Regions from separate parts of the Mus musculus genome. Here region 2 is linked to region 1. Evidence: chromatin contacts called from public promoter capture Hi-C data. All regions are on one chromosome and are shown on one strand. Each heading gives the region's core, a stretch centred on a gene start, on an enhancer-like site or on the middle of the called end of the contact. The rest is flanking DNA. Distances are from core to core; before and after follow the strand shown. Region 1 holds the start of Faim (Fas apoptotic inhibitory molecule). Region 2 holds the start of Aste1 (asteroid homolog 1).

Region 1 (4,701 bases), core at 771-3,270:
TGCACATATGCACACGCTCCTGTGCACTTGTGCACACATGCACACATGCATGTGTGAGTACAGGTACCCGTGGAGGTTATAAGAGGGTAGCAGATTCCCTGCAGCTGGAGTTGCATGTGGTTGTGAGCTTCTGCGACTCTGTTCTGCAAGAGCAGCAGGCCCCCCTAACCTCTGTCTCTCCAGCCCCCAAAGATCTATAACTCCTTTAAAAAGACGAACAAACAAACAAAAAACTATAAACCTTTTAACAGTATTCATGGCTTCTGAAAGGCGGTGAAGCACGGAATCCTGTGCCACTTTCAAGGAGAAACTTTTAAAAGTGCTTTCTACACAAGGATTAAACCTTGCTACAACCCAGTCCCACAATTTCCACAATGAAAAGTTGTAACAAAATCATTGAGCTCACCTCTGCTAGACTCTCTCCCTCATTATGGGGATAGCAAAGTAACAGAGGCCTCTTTAAGTGACACCCCATTGCTATTCCTAATCTGTTCAACTTTCCAGCAAGGCCACAGGCACAGAGTGTAAGGAATATTTTTTTCCACAAGATCCCATCTGGAAGTGTAATTCGCATCAATAAATCTCATATAACATTTAAGAACATGTTCAAAACACCTCTGCAAGGGTCCTGCTTTGGGATTCCACTACAAGTTTGTTTTTTTGTTTGTGTGTTTGACCGGAAGTTCCAACAGTCTTGTGGCTTGTGATCTTACACACTTCAAGTTCAGTACTTTCAAAGCTCATTGGAGTTGCTCTCTTGGCCCAACAGGGTTTTTTCTTAATTTACTTTGGTTGTGATCAATATAATTCATATTATACCTTGTTATTATACCTTCATATTACCACTTGTTTCACACCTGTGTTCTGACCCCACCACTCTGTCCTAAGCCTCACCATGACCTGCACAGGTCTGCTTTTAGCAGAAAACCTTATATGGAATAACAACCCCCAGATCACTAACGATGATTTTACTATATACTGTATTTCCAAAATCCATTCGGTATTTCAGAAACGGTGCTTATCTAATCTAATTATGATGACGTCACCAGACACTAACACCGCCCACAATGACATTTACATGAGCATTGGTTGCAGTACAAGGCAATTTTCAAATTTTCAGACTTGTGTTTACTCGCTGTTACAGGTGACAGATTGAATGCAACGTTAGATGGTTAAACAGCAAAACAACTCAAGTTACCTGTCCCACCATCTTCCACCTTGAGTACAGCGTAATTTCGCTGGGTTTCATTGAACCAATTCATTCTATACCTGAGACAGGTCTCCAAGTCAGCCTTTGCATGAGAAAAACAACAGAATTCTAGGAAGAGACTATAGAATCCCACTCTGCCCGCTGTAAGATAACAGGCTCCTTCATTAAGCAACTCGAGTTGAGCTTATTGCAACACTAGAGCGATTCAGGAATAAATCTGTCCCTAAAGCCAACCTCCACGAAGGAAGTAGCCACAGCCAGCAAGGATGCTGCAGTGAGCTGCTCTCAAGAGCTCCCGACCACCGAGCGAGGTTAGCTCGGCCTCCTACAACCCCTGGAGGTACGTGTAGGTAGGTACTTGTAGGTACCTCTCCGGGGTATTTGGGCCAAGGGCCGCCTGGGACGCAGTCAGGAGCGGCACCGAGACTCGGACACGTCCGAAGCCCGAGAACTCCGGACCGCGCCACGAATACTGCGCCGAGGCACCGGAGGGTCCGCAGCTTCGGGTGGCCGCCCCACACCCCTTCTTTCCGGGGCCTCTTGCCCTGAGCCCACACTGCGGCTTGCTGTCTGCCGACCGAGGCCTGGGCACCACGCATCTCGGAGCCCGCTCGGCCAGGCCGAGCTGGAAGCGCCCGCCGAAGCTGCCAGCACCGTCTCCCGCGCTCACCTGCTCCGCGCGCCGCCACCGGCTCCCGATCCCACGACGTAGTCAGCAGCTCTCGCGGCCGCGCCCACCGGGCTCCAGCACCCGCATGCCGGGCGCCCAGCCTCCTACTGCCTTCCGGGCTCAACGAGACCCCGCCCACTGCCCTACTGCGCCTGCGCGAGTGCGAGAGCCCTTTTCAGAGGCTCCGCCCACGCTCCGCGCGAAAACCAATTCCCGGTGTCCGCCTCCATAGGCCCCGCCTACCCTCCGCTTTGGGGCCAATCCTGCTCCTGCTGTGCGCCGCTCTGCGCCCTTGTGCACAGTTGAGCGCTCTGCGGTGCGCCCTGCTGCGCCGCTGCTGCCCCTAGGCCCTGTGGGTGTCACTTTCTTGTTTGTTGTGCAGGTCTGACAGCAGCTTTTGTAGCCTTCCGGATAACCCGCACCTCCGGGAGAGGCAACTCGTCCGCTGAGACCCTTTGTTCCCACTGCCCTGCCGGCCTTCCATTCTCTGCTATAAGAACGGTCATTTTAGGTGGAAGAGTCCAGCCTTTGAAACCCTCTGTACGACCACAGGGGTCGTTTGGCTGCCGAGCCTTACACCTAGCCCAGAGGTTTTTGCTCGCCTTGTCTCCCTATTTTATATATACTTCTTCCTTTAGTGAGATGTTTGAATTTCACTTACTGACAGACAAACCTTAGGGAAAGAGTATAGAGTTCAATAATATAATAGGGCGTTTAGTTATCCTGGGTGAGGTCGTGGGTTATGTAAATTATTTTTAGTGTATATAATACATATGTACAAACACACAACCACTGAATTGTCCCTAATGCTATTGTAAAGTCTCAGACAAACAGGTAAGTAAGTAATGTCGGATAGAATCTACAGTTTCATTTATATAAAGGGAACGAACCAATGAGAGATTTTTTTTAAGTCTGATAAAGATTTAATTTGGGAGTGTTTGTGCCTGTTTAGTTGATATTTAAGAGAATCTCACTACGTAATTCATAAGAGCCTCACACTTGGATTCCAGACCCTCCTGCCTCAGTCTCCCCAGTGCTTGGATCACCATGCCTATCTACCCAGCCCTCAGGAGGTTGAAACAGGAGGATTGCAAGTTCCAGGCTACCCTAAGCTTTATAACTAAGCCTTGTTTCAAAAAACTAAAGTAGTAAAATTTAATGAAGCAGAAGTTTCAGGCACGGTATCTGCAACATTAAAGAACACTGGTCTACTTAATATTCTGAAATTTCTGACTGTCATGGCAATAAATTTTTTTTAAAGAAAAGAATAGACAAATGGGAGAGAACTGGACAAAACAGATGGCAGACACATTGTACCCCTTACATAAAAGAGTTTCTATGAATAGATTTTTAAAATGCCAAATGGTGTTTTTCAATTATTGGTGAAATGTTCAAGTAGGATATTAGAAGGACAGGGAATATAAATGGTCAATTTAAAAAGACCTTTTCTGATTTCTAGCACTGAGGGAAAAAGCTTACTCTTACCATGGACTCAACCAACTGCAACTCAAAAATCTTTTGTGAGGTCTAAGAGTTGCCTAGCATACCCGAAGCCCTCAATGTAAAACTCAAACACTAAAACACACCATCAAAGACTCACTATGCACAAATACAAACATCTATAATTTAATTGTACTGAATACATGCAGACTTATTATTCCCATCTTCCTAGTCCATAAATATGATATGACTATTTATATAGCAACCGTATTACAAATAATCTAGCAATGATTAAGTATATGGGGCTGGGCATATAGGTTTTGTGCAAATGCAGGGACATTATATGTGGAATGTTAGCATTCTTGGATTTTTTTTTTTAAGTGCTGGGAATTAAGCACCGGATATCACACATGCTAGGCGGATGTTTGTTAAACCTTCGGCCCTCATCCTTAGATTTCAGTATCTACTGGGAATTTCTGGAACTGATTCTCCACAGACACCAAAGGGATGGTGACTGTATACAAACTGACTGGCTTTAATGAGAGAAATGTATTCCTCATAGTCTTGGACTCTACAAGCTCCAAATCAGGTGTTGGCAGAGTTCGTTGCTCTGTTTGAGAGGGAAAGCCTTTCTGCTGGTTTTCCATCTTTGTCAGTCCTTGGTTAATGAAGGCATCATCCTGGCTCTGCCTCTCTCTCTCTCTCTGTCTCTCTCTCTCTCTCTGTCTCTCTCTCTCTCTCTCTGTCTCTGTCTCTGTCTCTCTCTCGTGTGTGTGTATGTGTGTGTGTGTGGTGTGCGTTGCACACCTATGTGGGCCATTTCCTTAAAAAGATGACATGTAAGCTGGATAGAACTAAAGACTGCTTAGAGCAATTACGTTCCTCACTTTAACTTACTTTGTAAAAACACTAGCCACAAAGTCACATTCTGAGGTTCCTCAAATTAGCACTTCAACATACAAATTTGGAGGGGGCATAGTTTAACCTGTAACATACAGTCCCAGAGGGAAACTGAGGGCAGAGGCAGGGTTTGGAGCATTGCAGCTGCAAATCGAAGACTACCAAGGACTGTTAGTTGTCCTCAGAGATAGACAGAAATGGAGAAGATGCCTCCTTAGAAGCTTCAGAGTGAGCAGGGCTGGCCAGCATATCCATGTCAGCCTGTCAGCCCCTGGAACTGTAAGAATATGCTCTCATTCTTGCTTGTTTATTCAGCCACTAGTAAGTCTATGGTGCCCTGTTACAGTAGCAATGGGAAACTGGTCCGTCGGACACCTTGAACTCAGTGGATGCACGCTGAATGAATGACCACACCAGCACATATATCTATGGACAGATGAACATGTGGGGTTGGTAGAGGAAAGTGTTCACATCACAGAGA
Region 2 (4,839 bases), core at 1,649-4,148, 6.4 Mb before region 1:
GACAGACGGACATATCAGTACTAATCTTAACTGAGCTCTCAGCTAAGATGCTGTTATGTCCACATCAAGTGCCTAGGTGCACACTTCTTTTACAGTTCAATCCTTGACACCCCCGCCCCCTTTTAAAATTACAGACTCCTACTCTAGTTGGGATCAATATAATACAATAACTGCAAAGGAAACCGGTTACCGAAGAACCCTAGAAATAGCATATTTAGTACTAAGTGCTAGGTTTGAGTTAGTACCTACACTAAGAGATTACCTAGTTCACTGGAGGTCTAGCCTTCACACACAACATGAAGGCAAGATGGCAACCCATGTGTTATATTAAGAGAGGGCATACGAAGGCAAATTATAACATACAGAAATTTCTAAGAATGTTGTTAGTCTTACAAACTTACCTCAGCCAATTTGCTCAAGTCACATTGATCCTTGAGCAGTTGCTTTGCATAAACAGTTGATGTTTTGATATTTGTATCAATTCTTTCCACTTCATTGAAAGCCAGAAGCTGGGAAGGCAATGTATTCTGGGCTATATCTTCTGCGTGTGATGGGCCATTCAAAAGGAGTCCATAGATGATTTGGCGGATGGGCTGAGATATTCTGTGAGCATTTGGCCGCTGCATGTTTTCTACCTGTGTGTGAAGAAAGGTCCTTCGGAGCACCAAAGCATCACTGATGAAAGGTGGTAGCTGGCCTTTGGCCAGAGCTCCTAGCACCCACTCTGGTAGACCCAGATCCGAAGCGTCCGTACAGACATAACTACCATACTGGAAGAAGTCCTGCAGCTTCACCGGGGACTGCTGGTACTCCTCCATGGAGCAGCAGAGAAGTTCCTTAACATTTTCTCGACTCTTCTTGGGGAGAGACTTCAGAACGTTATCTAGTGCTTCAGTGGGGTCATCGAAATGAGACAACCAGTTCAGAAGTCCCAGGACTCGGTGATATCTCCTCCCCTTAGAACTAAGGGGTAGACGTACTTTACTTATGAATGTGTCCATGATGGGCAGGTTAACATGGTCATTTCCACACAGCACCGCAAAGAGAGGTAGTAGAGCTTTGTTCATGTTGTTGAAGTAATGGCAGAATGCATTGAGGGAAAAGCTTCTGGCGGGAATGTAGTAATCTTGTGTATCTTTAATAGTGTTCAGATTTCTCCACTGGAAGCTATTCAGTGAGCAAAACCCACTTCTCAAGTCAAAAATGCAAAAGTCACTATCCGATGATAGCACAGGACAATTCCAGTGATTGGCAAGTGTCATAATGTCCCGATCTGCTTCTGAAAAGCTCTGTACGAAACATACCTCAAGCCTGATCAAAACCTGTATGAACACTTCTCGGATGAGTAAGGGGCACACATTCCCACCCCCACCAAGAGAAAGGGAACGGGCTGCTTGGATCTTCTCTTTTGCTCGATCCTTCAAAGTTGTCAGCTTTTTATCTGAAATGTCACATCCTCCATCTAATACAACATACGGACAAATATGACACACAAACAGTGATTCAAAGAATTTCTGTACAACATCTGCGAATAAATCATAGTCTCCTCCATACCTGAGCTCCAAGTCAGAATTGAAGCAAAGTCGGTGGAAGAGAGAATAGCCATCAATGATAAGTTTTGTGTTCCGCAATTTCAAATCAACGAAGAATTCATTACTATAATCTTCCACAAAGCTCATTAGTCCCCGAATACCCATGATGATCGACAGAAATCCCTGTTGAAACAAACAAAAAAAATCAATTGCTGGTCTTTTTGATGGCTATTCTTGGTTGTCAATCTGAGTATATCTAGAATCAATCAAGACCCAAACTGCAGGATACGCTGTTGAGGAACTTTGCTTGATTGGATTATTGGAGGTGGAAGACAGAACTTATATCTAGGCCACACCACCTCATGGCAGCCCATATAGAGATAAAGGAAGAAATCTGTTTTGTGAGGGTCAAGGCCAAAAGTCCTAAGCTATAAAAATGACAACCCAGCATAAGACACATAATGAGCCAATTTTTTTTTTCCTTATGGATAACTAGACCCTTGTTACAGGTCTTGAGTGTAGGGTACATTGGAGAGTAGTTTGAGCTAAGGAAAAACACAGCTTTATGCTTCTAGGATCCCAAGTATACAATTTCAACCTCAACTGGATTCTTACACCCCCTTACTAATGGCCTATCTGGCTAACAACTCATAGGATTAGTATTACTGGTTTCCCCCCTCGCCTCTGGCTTCAAATATCGCTTAGCACGATGCTATTGCCAGCCTTGCCCGTGTTTAAAATCGTGAAAGTTTTGCCAACCTTGGAATTTTTGCATTTTGATTTTTGTGGGGCTACCACATAAAAAAATGCATCCTCCTGAATTTTTTGCCTTTGGTATCAGCTTACATTATTGCACTTGATTTTTTATCTCACCTCAGATCCACCTCGGCCAACATCTCAACACTTTTTAATTCTGAATCGTCATGTCTTTCCCGGTTTGTCATGTGGTTTCTGCGAACTCACTGTAAACTAATGACTTGACCTTGAGCGAAGTAGCTCAAGGAATGCAAGCAAAGGGCAGGAAAAGGTAGGATCTAATTCCTCAACCACCAATCTTCCTACCTCAACCTGCTCCTGCCCTCCGGATCCGCCGGCTGCTTCCGCCCGACCGCCGGCTCACTTCACCAGCAGCAGCAGGTAGGATCCCGGGGAGAAACGGCAGACCCGCGGGTGCGTGGAAGACCGCGAGCGGAAACAGGAAGTGCTGCGAACGACGTCACTGGGAAGCCTGGCTCCGAGAAGCTGAGGGCTCTCCCTGGAGGAGAAAATGCTTTCGGGCCGGGTGGTGGGAACTTGGTGTGAGAGGTTGAGCCATTCCTCTCACACTTGCGGCCGCCTCCTCACCCTGCTCGCTTCGCCACGCCTCGAAGGGTCCGGCGCGCTTCCGTTGGATTGGACGCCGGAACGTCGACTTCCCAGCAGCCCCCGCGCCGTCTCCGTGGCGACGATGTTAAACAACCACGCCCTCCGAGGCAGCGAGCTCTAGGCTGACGGAGGCTTGGCCGGGCGCCGCAGGCTGGGGACCTGTAAAGGTAATGAAAGTGGATCTCTCGGGCAGCCGGGTCCCACAGCCCCTGGACCGCATTCCCCTTCGGGAGACTAAGCGCCCTGCTCCTCGATATACATTCACGCGCTCCGCGAAAAACTTAAGGTTTATTTGTTGAAGAGACAAGTTTTTTCGTTTTACCTCAGGGTTAGAGTTTACTTCTCAGGTCAGATTTAGTTAGCAGAACCTCAGGTCAAAACAGCTTCCTAGTTTTTTGGGTTTTTTGACATGGACATAAACCACTCAGTTCTTACCATCGGTAAACACTTGACTTTCTCTTTACCTGCCCCAGCGGGATGGGTACCCCAGGGATGGTTAGCACAAAGTGGGCGTCTCTCAGCTTTCTTCTAGTTCCTATTATGTTTTCTTTCCTTTACTTGTCTTTGGGTCACATTTGGTATGCTGGATCTTTCTTCGCTCTCCAAACGTTTGCTAACAACTGTATGTCAGCTGTTAGCTAGGCCCCAGGGATACAAGCATAACCTGTGTCCCTAGCACCCAAGTTCATCCTCTGCCCTAGGTTCAGATCCAGCCTGCAGTGTGTGTACATTCCATGGATACCAACTGAGATGAGGGCGACAGAGCTGATTCTGTGTGATGAGCCTGGAGAGGCTGCTCACACACTGCTGGGTTTATTACTCCATTACAAATAGAAGCTTTGGTCCTCCATCTTGAGTTCAGCTCTTTACTAAGTGGGGACTTTAATCGCCTCTCCACATTGAGAATTATTATTAGTGATCTGAAAGGCGACAGAGAGGCCATTTTTTTTTTTTGAACAGCCTAGTTTATCTAGAAATCACCACTTTTATGCCAGTCAAAGAAGCAAACAGAAGGTACCTTTTAGGACCTATTCTTTAGATTCTGCAGATTTTAGTAACGTTTCCTTGAGGAGAGGGGCATTGCTCTCACTGGGACTAGATCAAACCACAGATTAGTACATTATTTAAAGAAGACAAAATTACAAATAGGTTTTATGTTTTGCAGTTTTTTTTTTTCTGTTTGAGTGTCCTTGTAGGTTTTGTGGTAAATGTTGAGCCCACAGGTCAACACTATAACACTATTTTTTTCTCGTTGTTTTAGAATTGCTGAATATGAAAACCTAATGCCAAGGTGTACATAGTATTCAGCGTAAAGTCCTATTTTCATGTAGATTTTAAACAAAAGCACAGTTTTCAATAAAACATTCAACACTTTGATGGAATGGAGTAAGAGTGTGTTTTGTGGAATACTTTCTCATGGGACAGTTCTGCCATTCATAACATTTCATAGCTCCCTCAGGAACTGTGGCTTCACCTGTACTACACTTAGAGTCAGCTAGCTTTAAAACGCAGTCTTAGGTCTGAGGTGCATGTCCTTACTTCTAATCCAGGAGATAGCTCTGTACCCAGTGTGTACAATAGAAATGGAATCAGATCTTGCTTAAGATGGGGGGGGGGCACTGAATTGATATCCTTCCACATAGCTAGTCTAGCAAACAGACACCCCAAAACTGTGATTTAAAGTTGACATGGGCAAAAAGCAAAGGGAAGCAGAATATGCTAATCAGGGTTTAACCCCAATTTACTCTGTGCTGAGTCAAAGCAGACTGAGAGGGAGGAAAGCATCACCAGGGAGTTGGCCTATGTGTGCATTAGGGGAAGCCATGGCCCTGGGTTCGCATTGGTTTTTAAGTCGATGGGGAGTATAAATATCTAACAAAATATGAATCATAAAACAAATACACATTTCAGGAGTCAGTAAAAATGTGGCTCTAAACTATTG

Evidence for each region. Promoter capture Hi-C pulls out the DNA fragments that hold promoters and counts their contacts.
Region 2: a promoter capture Hi-C map of pre-B cells shows a contact between it and region 1, with 4 times the contacts expected there. The contact joins the promoter of Aste1 here to the promoter of Faim in region 1. A contact is called at or near these places in 2 of 39 promoter capture datasets (liver and pre-B cells) and 1 of 484 Hi-C or Micro-C datasets (CD4 T cells).

What each region holds. Positions count from the first base shown.
Region 1 is chr9:98,983,692-98,988,392 of GRCm38.p6, reverse strand. Faim (Fas apoptotic inhibitory molecule) reads right to left here and starts at 2,020. Exons shown (of 5, transcript NM_011810.3): 1 at 1,881-2,020.
Region 2 is chr9:105,393,421-105,398,259 of GRCm38.p6, reverse strand. It overlaps Aste1 (asteroid homolog 1), which reads right to left and starts at 2,898. Exons shown (of 5, transcript NM_025651.5): 1 at 2,595-2,898; 2 at 402-1,715. The coding sequence starts at 1,697. It overlaps Nek11 (NIMA (never in mitosis gene a)-related expressed kinase 11), which reads left to right and starts at 2,973. Exons shown (of 16, transcript NM_172461.3): 1 at 2,973-3,064.